2 separate regions of the Oryctolagus cuniculus genome follow, and region 2 is linked to region 1. The links are chromatin contacts, called in public Hi-C maps. All regions are on one chromosome and are shown on one strand. The core of a region is the stretch at or near the end of the contact, and the rest is flanking DNA. Distances in the headings are between cores, read along the strand shown.

Region 1 (5,799 bases), core at 974-3,473:
ATACTGATCACTTATATAAACTATGCTGAACAAAACACAACCAGGAGAAACTAGCGCTGGAGGCAAATCCTTATTCTCAGCTTCTCAGCTTCTTACATGTGGAGGCTCACTTAAAGATGGCATTTAAATGGCACTGTGGGGCAAATGGACAAGGCTCCCGGATTTCAGCTGTCCCAGGTCGGCAGGGCCACCCTGGGTCCTGAGATCTACTATGTCAGCATATTAAATTTCAAGCTTGGATTCACACTGGAATTACCTGGGAAGTTAAAACGTTATTTCTATTTATTTATTTATTTATTGACAGGCAGAGTGGACAGTGAGAGAGAGAGACAGAGAGAAAGGTCTTCCTTTTGCCGTTGGTTCACCCTCCAATGGCCGCTGCGGCCGGCGTGCTGATCCGAAGGCAGGAGCCAGGTGCTTCTCCTGGTCTCCCATGGGGTGCAGGGCCCAAGCACTTGGGCCATCCTCCACTGCACTCCTGGGCCATAGCAGAGAACTGGCCTGGAAGAGGGGCAACCGGGACAGAATCCGGCCCCCTGACTGGGGCTAGAACCTAGCGTGCCGGCGCCGCAAAGCGGAAGATTAGCCTATTGAGCCGCGGCGCCGGCCTAAAACATTATTTCAAATCCTCCTTCCCTCACCAACATGTTATTTCACTGACCTGGAATGCAGACATGATTTGGTATCATGACATTTTTTTAAGGTTTATTTTATTTATTTATTTAAAAGAGAGAGAGAGAGAGAGAGGCGTTTTCTATTCACTGGTTCACTCCCCAAATGGCCACAAATAGCCACAGCTGAGCCAATCCAAAGCCAGGAGCCAGAAGTTTCCTGTGGGTCTCTTATATAGGTGTGGGGACCCAAGGACTTGGGCCATCCTCCACTGCTTTCCCAGATGCATTAGCAGGGAGCTGGATCAGAAGTGGAGCAGCTGAGACTCGAACCGGTTCCCATAAGGGATACCAGTGCTGCGGGCCAGGGCTTTAACTCGATGTGCCACTGCGCCACAGCACCAGCTCCTATCATGGCTTCTAAAAATTCCCACGTGGCTCTATGGCATAAGCTGGGTTCAGAATCACTCCCATTAGAGGACAGTAAAGGGAACTTTAAAAGCCCATTGGAGGTAAGTGTTTGGCTTAGGGGTAAGGTACCTGGATCCCATATCAGAGCATGTGGGTTTGATCCCAGCAGCAGGTCCTGGCTCTAGCTTCCTGCTAACACAGACCCTAGATGGAATGGTGATGGCTCAGGTACTTGGGTTTCTCCCCTCACATGGGGAACCCAGAGTGAGTTCCTGGATCCTGGCTTTGACCTGGCCCAGTTTTGGCCACTGCAGGTATTTATAACAGATGGGAAACCTCTCTTTCTTACTATCAAATAAATAAATATATATCTTTTAAAATCCATCAAATTCATATACTTTGAGCTCTGACCACAAGTATGAGGGTTTTGGTGTGCTTTTTTTTTTTTTAATTCAGGGAAGTATAAAGAGGAAGAAAAATTATGAATCCAAAATATAAAAGTGAAACCCTTTATCTGCCCCCAAAGGAACTACTGTTATGTTCTGGATTGCTTTTTAACGTTTACCTCTCATGTGAGAAACAATTTGGGTTCACACTGTAGACAGTACAATAGATCTCATTCTGCACTTTTCCTTCTAACGTTCATCGGCTCATGAACCTACTCTCCGCGTATACGGGGTAGTTCACCTGCTTGAACTGTATTTTATTGAACCATTCCCGTGTTGATGATCCCATTAGCTGTTGTCACTCTTCCCTTGCACCTTTACCTAAGAATTATATGCATCATGAGGAACTTTTCCAAGTAGTTTTTTGGGGTAAACTCCTAGGAGTGTGACGGCTGGGTGCACTTAATATTTGGATAAATGTAGTGAGGTCAACGCCTAAAGAATAAATGATGACACTCAATTTGTCAAACACAGGGCTCAGTCAGCCAGTTCCCAGGCGCGGCCGGAACGCCGGGACATCCGGCCCCTGCCAGCCCGGGTCCTTGGAGGCCACAGGGGCCGTCGCCGGGGGCGGGCCTCCAAGGTCACGTGGACGATTCCGCCCCGCCCCGCGATGGCTCGCGCAGCCGCATCTCGCAGAGGCAGCGGAGGGCGGGTCTTGAGGGGGGCGGAGCAAGGGCTCCAAAACTGCCAATTCTGTTCTCGCCGCGCGCGATTGGGCGGCCGGGAGCGGGGCGGGGCTCGCGGGGCCAGCTGCTTCCGGCCGGGCCCGCGGCCCCGAGCGCAGGCTTCCGGCGGCGGGGGTTGTGGTTGGGTGGCTGTGGCCGGCTGGCTGCTTCTGGAGGTTGCTTGGAGCAGTTCGGCCCTCCAGGGCCTGCGTTCTGCGTTGCTGAACCGTTAAACCTCGGTGCATAGTTGTGCCCAGGCACGGGAGGCTCACCCTGAGGGCGGCAGCGCAGCGCCTTTAACAAGCTTTGCCGGCCTAGATGGCGCGCTGAATATGAGGGCTGTTGGCGGGTTTCTGCGGCCCCGCTGGAATATTGGGCGGGGGAATCCGCTGCACCTGCACGGCCCAGTTCAGGCTCTGTGCAGCGCTCTGCTAGTCTGTGAAATAGAACGCGTGGTCACGCTGGGCAAACTTGCCAGGACTGGAAGGACCGTGGCGCTGACGGCGACCCTGGTTTGAGCGAGTCCCACGCAGTTTCCCTCTGCCTCGCGGTGTGCCAGGCCCTCGTTACAGACCACAGCCCAGAAATTAAGCCACGTGCCCCAAATCACCCCACGCCGGGATTCGAGCCCAGGTGGAGCTCACCTATGGTCACAGGTCTTTAATATCAGACGGTGGTGGCAGTTTTCAGAACAGCTACATGATTTTATTAAGATATTAGGCAAGTATCCAATTTTCAAACATTTGTGGACACAACTCGGGCACATTAGCGTTCCTACATTTAAAAAAAAAGTTCAGGATCGTCCTATTTGGTGATAGGTATATACGTATCGGTGTTAGAACTCACAGTATATCACTATAAATTTTTGCTAAAAAGTTGTGCCTTCAGGATGGTTTACTGGGAGGCCACGTGTTTTTTATGTATGTATATAATACATATTATATTTATATAATTATATAAATATATAATTATATAATTCAAATAATTATATATTTATATATGAGTGTATGTATATATATATATAAATCCATGGTGCTGCCTAAATGGAGCACCTTTCCTTCTGGTGGTTTTCTGAGGATTAATGAGCTAACATAGGAAATGTGTCCAAGTAATAACCCCTCTGACAGTTTTTATCTATTGTCACTGTGTCTTCCAGTGGAATACAAGGACTGCTCTTGACCTAAACGCGAGTGTCACCCTGCAGATAAGCATTCTGAGCATGTGTGGGCCAAGTCCCCAGACTCCGTAGAAGCGCCTGAGTCACTGCTCAGGAGAGCGACAAGTAAGTACCTTTAATTTCATATCTGTGTTGTGTCCAGTGTCCTTTGAAAACTCAGCTGAGTTAAAATATTTTTTTTGAAAGTTCAACCTGTGCTGAATAAGTATCTAGTAGTACTGAGGGTCTATTCTGCTAATTTATAATTTTCTATGGAATGAGCACCTTTAGAAACCTAATTTTAAGGACAGATGAGACGTTTTTCTTCAAGACAGTTTTTCGAGGGTAAGTATTTTCATTATTCCACTTTTCTCTTGTTAAGATTCTGCTGGTTTTGATCTGTTGTACATAGTTCATGATGTGATCGTAGTTCATGATGTATTCTTGCAGAGTGCTGTTGTAAAGTGTTCTCCCCACAAAAGCAGTAACTGAGGTATGCATAGCTTATTCAGCTACATTTGGTCATGCCACAGTGTGTATATACGTCAGTGCATAGGGTTGTTCACAGAAAATACATACAATTTAATCTGTCAGTGTAACACATTTTCAGCGAAGATTGTGCAATCTTAAAGTAGACTCAATATGCAGGCAATGGGAGCATCTGGATAGCTCATCAGAGTAGCAGTCGTTAACATGCTCCACGTGGCCTTGTCAGAATGAGCCATGACGTCCGTAGTATTTAATTAAGAATAGCATGCGCGTGAGTATTGAATAGTCACCAGCTGGCATAAATAGTGCCATATATCATGTGGGGGGGGGACTCTTCCTCCAAGGATGAGGTAATACTTTCTTAAGCAGAATGCAAGGCTGTCGTCTGATTCTCTGAACTCTATCAGTTAGCCCCAGCCTTCCTGACCACTTCTTATCAGCCCTTTCAAAGGCTCCTGCAGTGTTCAGGGTTCCTACAGTTTTTCTTGATTGGAGGCTGAACCTGGAGGAAGAACAGCATTTGGTTTTCATGTGGGAGTTGGGAGACCTTAATCAACGTTCAGTGTTAGTCTGCGTCTCCTGTATCTTGTTACTTGCTTCATGTTTGTATTTATAGTTTTTGCCTGGAGGGAAAGATAGAACTGTTCATTCTCTTCCTTCTCTGGTCCCATTTTGAAATAAGCCATACCCACTTCTCAAGTTCATTCATTCATGATTCGTGGGCAGGCACATTCCTTGAGGATACAAAGTGCAATTTTACTCCTGGGTTTTGGATCATTTGCTACATAATATATAATATAGGAAGATACAACTTAGATATTGAAAAGAATAATTTTAGATATAAGAACTAACAAAATATTTTGAAACATTTAAGAAATTTTGCCTTACTTTTCTTCATGCATATACCCTGTAGACATGTATTCTTGAGTAATATATTGTTTGGTTTGCCTGCTTTACACTTGAAAAAAAATGGAAGCATCCTTTGAATTCTTTTTAAATTTTTTTTCACTTCAAGTAACATTTTGGTGAGTTTATTGTTATTATTATAATTTTTCCTCTCCTCTCCCCTCTCCCCTTTCTTTTGTTTTGGTGGAAGAAGAAAGACATCTGCCTTCTGCTTGTTCACTCCCAAATGCCCGCAACTGCTGAGGCTTGGCTAGGCCGAGTACCCAATCCAGGTCTCGCATGTGTATGACAGAGGCTCCTTGCGCCATCACCTGCTGCCTCCCAGGGTGTGAATTAGCAGGCAGCTGGAATTGGGAGCAGAGCAGAGCTGGGACTCAAATCCAAACATTCTGATAGGGGGTGAGGGTGTCCCAAGCAGTATTCTTACCACTAAAACAAACACCTAGCCCCTGAAGCCATGTTTTTAAATAATAATAATGATGATGATGCAAGTTGATGTAGCGATACATTTTCAGTGCCATTCAGCATTCTGAATACACCTGCAAACTCCCGGCTCTGCTGTTGGGTTTTGAGCTGCTCCTTGTCCTCTGTTGCTGTGGCTTCCTTGTGTGCACGTTCCTGGTCATTCGTACGCATTCCTGCTGTGTACGCCTAGAGTGGGATTGTGGATCATGAGTTTATTCAGCCTTACTGGTGAGGCCGGACTGCGGTAGCATCACTCGTGGTCTTGCCAGCGCCTGGTGTAAGTTTTAGCCAGCGGTAGAAGGAAAGTAGCATCCCCCTTTGTGTCTTCGCTTTGCCTTTTCCTACTAGTGGGGTTGATCACCGTGGGGTGTGATTCCTGGCCCTTCAGATGTCCTCCTGTGTGAAATGTGTGTGTTTTTTGCCCTTTGTTATATGGTTGTTTGGCATTTTCTTACTGGCCTTTAGGAGTTGTTTTCTGAACCTTAGTCATTTATTGGATGTGTTGTGGAGTCTGTGTTCCTTTCTCTTCAGTCTGTCTCCGCTTCTTTCTGTTCATTGTCCTGCCCACTGCTGTTGTCCTGATCGCCGCTGTGTCTGCTGTGGGCACCTCTGCAGAGGAACACTGCCACCTGAGCCATTGTTGTATT
Region 2 (5,799 bases), core at 1,946-4,445, 190 kb after region 1:
GGAGACACTGGTCATGATTCTACTCTATGTCATGGTTCCTGCTGAACTCCAGGAGATGCGTTGTGCTTGCAGGGGCCTTCCCCAAGGTTCAGGCCTCTGAAGGGACTGCAGATATATGCACAGGGAGAGATGGCAAAAAAAAAAAAAAAAAAAAAAAAAAAAAAGTGCCATTTATTTCCAACTAGAAGATATTCCTCTGGGGCTCAGCATCTGGTGCACTGGCTGAGCTGCTGCCTGGGGTGCCCAGGTCCTGTATCAGAATGCATCTTGGTCGCACTCTGACCCCAGCTTTCTGCTCGTGCACTCCCTGGGAGGCAGCAGGATGGTTCAGGTACTTGGGTCCCTGCCACCCACGTGGGAGACCTGGGTTTCTCTCAGCTCCTTGTTTTGAGCATCTGGGTAGTGAGCCTGTGGAAGGGAGATCAGGAAAATATATAATTTTATTTTCTTCATAATCAACATTTTACAAAATCAGATCCCAAGTTAAACCTAGTTCTTAATATTACTCAAAGTACTCTTTTTATAAAATATTTTTTTCTTTATATGAAAGGTAGAGTGACAGAAAGGCAGAGAGAGAGATAGATAAATAGAGATCTTCCATCTCCCCAAGTAGCCATAATGGCTGGGACTGGGTCAGGCTGAAACCAGCTGTCTAGAACTCCAACTGGGTCTCCCATCTGGGTGGCAGGGGCCCAACTGCTGCTTTCCTAGGTGCATAATCAGGGAGCTGGATTGGAAGTGGAGCAGCCAGGACTCCATCCAGTTCTCTGATATGGGATGCCAGTGTCATAAGCAGTGGCTTAATGTGCTACACTACAGGGCTGGCCCATCAAAGTCACCTTTGAATTAATATTTATTTAGCCTAAAGTGTCCTTGTAATTTTCATAACTGAAATTAAAGAAGTAGCACACATCAATTACGGATTTTAGATCTGTGCCTCTGGTAGAGAAGTGGGGCTAGGAGTGTGGGCTGTAAGCCCCAGCCTGAATCCGAACTTGACCTTGGACAGTTATTCAGCATGTGCGTGCCTTGGTCTGCAGCTCCGGAAGTGAGGACGGGAATACCTGCTGTGCATACGAGGTCGCTGGGAGGAGCAAGAGGGAGAAGTTTCTCGCTAGCAGAGCTCACAGCTGACTTCTGTGTTTCACGAGGCTGGCTCCGGCCAGCAGAAGCTGATGAGGGACCCTGAACTTGCAGTGACTGTGGGGTGCTGGACTCAAAGACTGTTTCCTGAATGGTGAGCCAACTGTGTTCAGACCTGCAGACTCATTCTGTCCTTCCCAGAGTTCTGGATTTCAATCCTCACTTAGCAATAACCAGACACCTCCCCTGGCTGGCACTTAGAAAACTTGACTTTCTGGCTCAATGAGCTACTGCTTAACCAGGGGCTCTTGTCACCATCCTGCCTTCCTGGGCCTGGAAAATCAATAGACTCACTCAGCTTTTACTTTATGTCTGTCCCTCTAGTCTGTTGTCAACCACCCCTCCCTCCATCCACCCATCGTCAGCTCTGATGGTCTCTGATTTGTTACAAGGCCTAGCTAGACACACGAACTCATGTAAACTCCGAGAGCCATCTTAGCACACATCTTTGGCACCGGCATGGAAGAGCTAGTATGATGTATTCATGCACTGGTATTTTGTGTATATTAGAACAGCAAGTTAATTACATCCCCCTGAGAGTGTACATGAATGCTGATACAGACCTCAGTGTGGAATGTTTGCATCCCATGTTTGTGAGTTGTGCCACGATGTTCAGGGACACCCCATTTGGCAGCTGGGAAGATTCTGAGCTCTCCAGGGAGAAATATTGGCATATTCAGGAGCTGAGACATTCAAGTTTGAAAGACTTTAAGAAAAAGTTTGTGGAAAAATGGAATTAAAGGGGTCGGTGCTGTGACACAGTGGGTTAAGCTGCCACCTGCAGTGCCAGTATCCCATATGAGTGCTGATTCCAGTCCCAGCTGCTCCAGTTCTGATCCAGCTCCCTGCTAAGGAGCCTGGAAGAGCAGTGGAAGATGGTCCAAGTGCTTGGGCCCCTGCCACCCATGTGGGAAACCTGGATGAAGCTCCTGGCTCCCGGCTTCTGCCTGGCCCAGCCCTTACTGTTGGGGCCATTTGGAGCAGAGAACCAGTAGATGGAAGATCTCTCACCACACCCCCTGTAACTCTGACTTTCAAATAAATAAATTTTTTAAAATCTTAAACAAAAGAATTTAAAAAAGAAAAATAGAATTAAGAAAAGCTTATTTTGGCACAAAGAGTTTCGAAACCCATGCATGGATTTGTTTTCAAAATATATACTTTCTGGCCAGCGCCGTGGCTCACTAGGCTAATCCTCCACCTTGTGGTGCTGGCACACCGGGTTCTGGTCCTGGTCGGGGCGCTGGATTCTGTCCCGGTTGCCCCTCTTCTAGGTCAGCTCTCTGCTGTGGCCTGGGAGTGCAGTGGAGGATGGCCCAGGTCCTTGGGCCCTGCACCCCATGGGAGACCAGGAGAGGTACCTGGCTCCTGCCATCGGATCAGCGCGGTGCGCTGGCCGCAGTACACCGGCCGCGGCGGCCATTGGAGGGTGAACCAACGGCAAAGGAAGACTTTTCTCTCTGTCTCTCTCTCTCACTGTTCACTCTGCCTGTCAAAAAAAAAAAATATATATATATATATATATATACTTTCTGTGCACTATTGGAAGATTCTGCAAAGTCTTCATTGCAAGATCAATTTATGCTTAGATTTCATTTTCCACTAACCACTGTGAAGGTTTGTGGTTCTAACTTCGGGAATTTTGAAAATTCCAATTCTGAGCTCTTTACCATAACAGAGGAAGAGGTGGCTTTTTGGCAGACGGGCGTTTGCAGGGTGTGTTTCAGAAGCCAAGGTGTGTGGGTTCAGGAGCGCTCAGCCTTGGCCTTGCTCTGTGAGCCCCTGGCCCAGCACACCTGTGAGGGCTTCTGTGGCCCAGGAAATGCCTCTGTCTCTCCGAGAGAGGTGCTGAGGACGCTTCTCAGTAAGTGACATGTCACAGGCTGCGTTCTTTCCCAGCCTGCTTTTCTGCATGGCCTGAAGCTCTGGGTCCCACCCAGCTGGCCAGTCCTAGCCACAGTGGCTGGCTTCCACCCTCGCTTCCTGCCCGCTTGAGCAATCAGGCACATGTTTGACGGGTGGAGAGAAATCTGGGGCACTTCGGAGGCGGCCTCCAAGTTTCCTAGAAATGTAGACACAGACACAGAGGGGTCACGGGGTCAGGAACTCCAGAGCCCCTGCCCAGGGCTCAGGACACCAGCTTTAGAGAGCGCGGGGGGCGGGGGGGGGGGTGAGGGGGACGACTGTTGGGGGCCACGTGACAAAGAGGGCAGCAGGGTCACTCGGAGGGAGCCACGACCCAAGCCAGCACAGCTGGGGCTCAGCTGGGCTTCCTGTGAGACTTCTTCCTCCTCTCTTGTCCTTTGGGTTGAAAATGATTAATCATCCATTTAGCGTCCCCACTTCCTGCTGGTTGCCCAGCTGAGGGAACGGGGATTCTAGGAATGACACAAACCGCATTCCCCACCCCGCCCCCTTGCTCTTCTCCCTAAAGGTTAAAGGTGAATCTGGACAGGCAGAGCTGCAGGGGGCAGTGAGGGCAATGGGGGTGGGAGCAGGGGCGCTGCTGCTGGGGGCTCATCACCACCCCTCCGCCCACTAATCGCCCCATGCAGGGTGCCACGGAGTGGCCAGTCCCCCTTTCCACGGAGTCCACAGGGCAGGAAAATTCCACCTTTGAGGAGGAAAATTACATCACGGGAAAGACCCAAACTGCACCAAACACACTTCCCAAAACAGAAGTTTCAGAGCAAACAGATCAAGGATTAAAGTAAGCTTGCGATCCATCTCTCTCTCTCTCCCTCCCTCCCTCCCTCCCTCCCTCTCTCCCTCTCTTTCTCTTCTTCTCTCTACCTACCTACAGGACACATCTAAAAGTTCATGGAGGGGCTGGTGTGGCACAGGGAGTTAAACCACTGCTTACAGTGTTGGCAGCCCATATCAGAGTGCTGGTTTGAGTCCTGGCTGCTCCGCTGCTCATCCAACTTCTTGCTAAGGTACCTGAGAAGGCTGTGGATGATGGCCCAAGTAATTGGGGTCCTGCAGGCTTGTGTGAGACCCGGATGGAGTTCCTGGCTCCTGGTGCAGGCCTGGCTGTTGTAGCCATCTGGGGAGTGACCGCAGCAGAAAGGAAATCCCTTCTTCTGTTTCTTTCCCTCCCTCTGTCATCCTGCCTTTCAAATAAATAAATATTTAAAAATTGTTAATGGAATTAAAATATATTTATTTTGGCACAAGAAAATGCAGCTTTTAAAAATATATATTTTCAGGGCCGTGGTTCACTTGGTTAACCCTCTGCTGTGGCACCAGCATCTCATATGGGTGCTGAGTTCTAGTCCTGGTTGCTCCTCTTCCAGTCCAGCTGTCTGCTATGGCCCGGGAGTGCAGTGGAGGATGGCCCAAGTGCTTGGGCCCCTGCACTCGCATGGGAGACCAGGGGAAAGCACCTGGCTCCTGGCTTCGCATCCGTGCAGCGCTGGTCGTGGTGGCCATTTGGGGAATGAACCAATGGAAAGAAGACCTTTCTCTCTGTCTCTATCTCTCCTTGTCTATAACTCTACCTGTCAAAGAAAAAAAAAATAAAAAATATATATTTTTTCAGTAATGTTTTGAAGATTGTATTCATGAATTTCAAACTATTTTATAACAAACTGAACTTTAATTCCATTTTTCAAGAACTTTAAAAAAAAATTATTTGCCAAAGAAGGTAAGAGAATGCATTAGCAGTTAAAAATAAGAATAAGAATCCTTAAAAGGAACCAAGTGGGGCCGGCGCCATGGCTCACTAGGCTAATCCTCCGCCTTGTGGCACCAGTACACCGGGTTCTAGTCCTGTTCGAGGCGCCAGATTCTGTCCCGGTTGCCCCTCTTCCAGGCCAGCTCTCTGCTGTGGCCCGGGAGTACAGTGGAGGATGGCCCAAGTGCTTGGGCCCTGCACCCGCATGGGAGACCAGGAGAAGCACCTGGCTCCTGCCATCGGATCAGCGCAGTGCGCCGGCTGCGGCGGCCATTGGAGGGTGAACCAACAGCAAAGGAAGACCTTTCTCTCTGTCTCTCTCTCTCACTGTCCACTCTGCCTGTCAAAAAAAAAAAAAAAAAAAAAAAAAAAAAAAAAAAGGAACCAAGTGGAGGTGTTAATTGTGAAAATAAGATAATTGAAATAAAGGTCACAGTGTATAAGAGAAACAGGGTCAATATAACTGGAGACTATTTCAGTAAGTTGGAACATAAGCTCAAGAGAACTTTCCCAGAAGGCAGCAGGAAAGGATAAAGAGAAAAACGTGAAAAGCCAGCGAAGGCAGAGGGGGGGAGAAGTGGAAGTGCGAAGAGTAGGAGTCCCAGGAGAAAAAGTGGGTGCAGAGCTGAGAACAGGAAGTAGTTCCCAGAATTAAAGAATTTGGGAAATTCTCAGCCTGAATGGTGGGCGGGGCACCCCACAGACAGAAGAAAATCCACACGTAGACACATTACAGGGAAATGGGGAGTCGCACCCACAGAGAAGTCTCAACTCTGCTGGAGAAGTAGCTGTACAGGGGTGCGGGAGGTCCAGCCTGCAGGCCACATGAGGCCCATGAAATCGTCTGGTCTGGTCCTGAAAAGGCAGCTGCAGGCGGGACTTGAAATTCAATACAGCTACAGCAGGCTGGTTTTTAAGTTGATGTTACAAATATCCAAATGGCCCTGGACAGGACAAAGGATCCCTAGCCTTGCAGGGAC

The links. A called contact is a pair of places that touch in the nucleus more often than the background predicts.
Region 2: a contact with region 1 is called in a Hi-C map of an unstated tissue, with 4 times the contacts expected there. The contact joins the enhancer-like site here to the promoter of RFESD in region 1. A contact is called at or near these places in 3 of 6 Hi-C or Micro-C datasets (ear pinna, skin fibroblasts and an unstated tissue).

The regions. Positions count from the first base shown.
Region 1 is chr14:18,240,364-18,246,162 of mOryCun1.1, forward strand. RFESD (Rieske Fe-S domain containing) reads left to right here and starts at 2,224. Exons shown (of 5, transcript XM_017344610.3): 1 at 2,224-2,856; 2 at 3,293-3,418.
Region 2 is chr14:18,432,051-18,437,849 of mOryCun1.1, forward strand. No RefSeq gene overlaps it. Among named protein-coding and RNA genes, the nearest start is that of GLRX, 28 kb to the left of the region's middle. Within about 2 kb of position 3,196, at least 1 of the 8 cell types and tissues checked has an H3K27ac peak or open chromatin away from gene starts, as enhancers often do.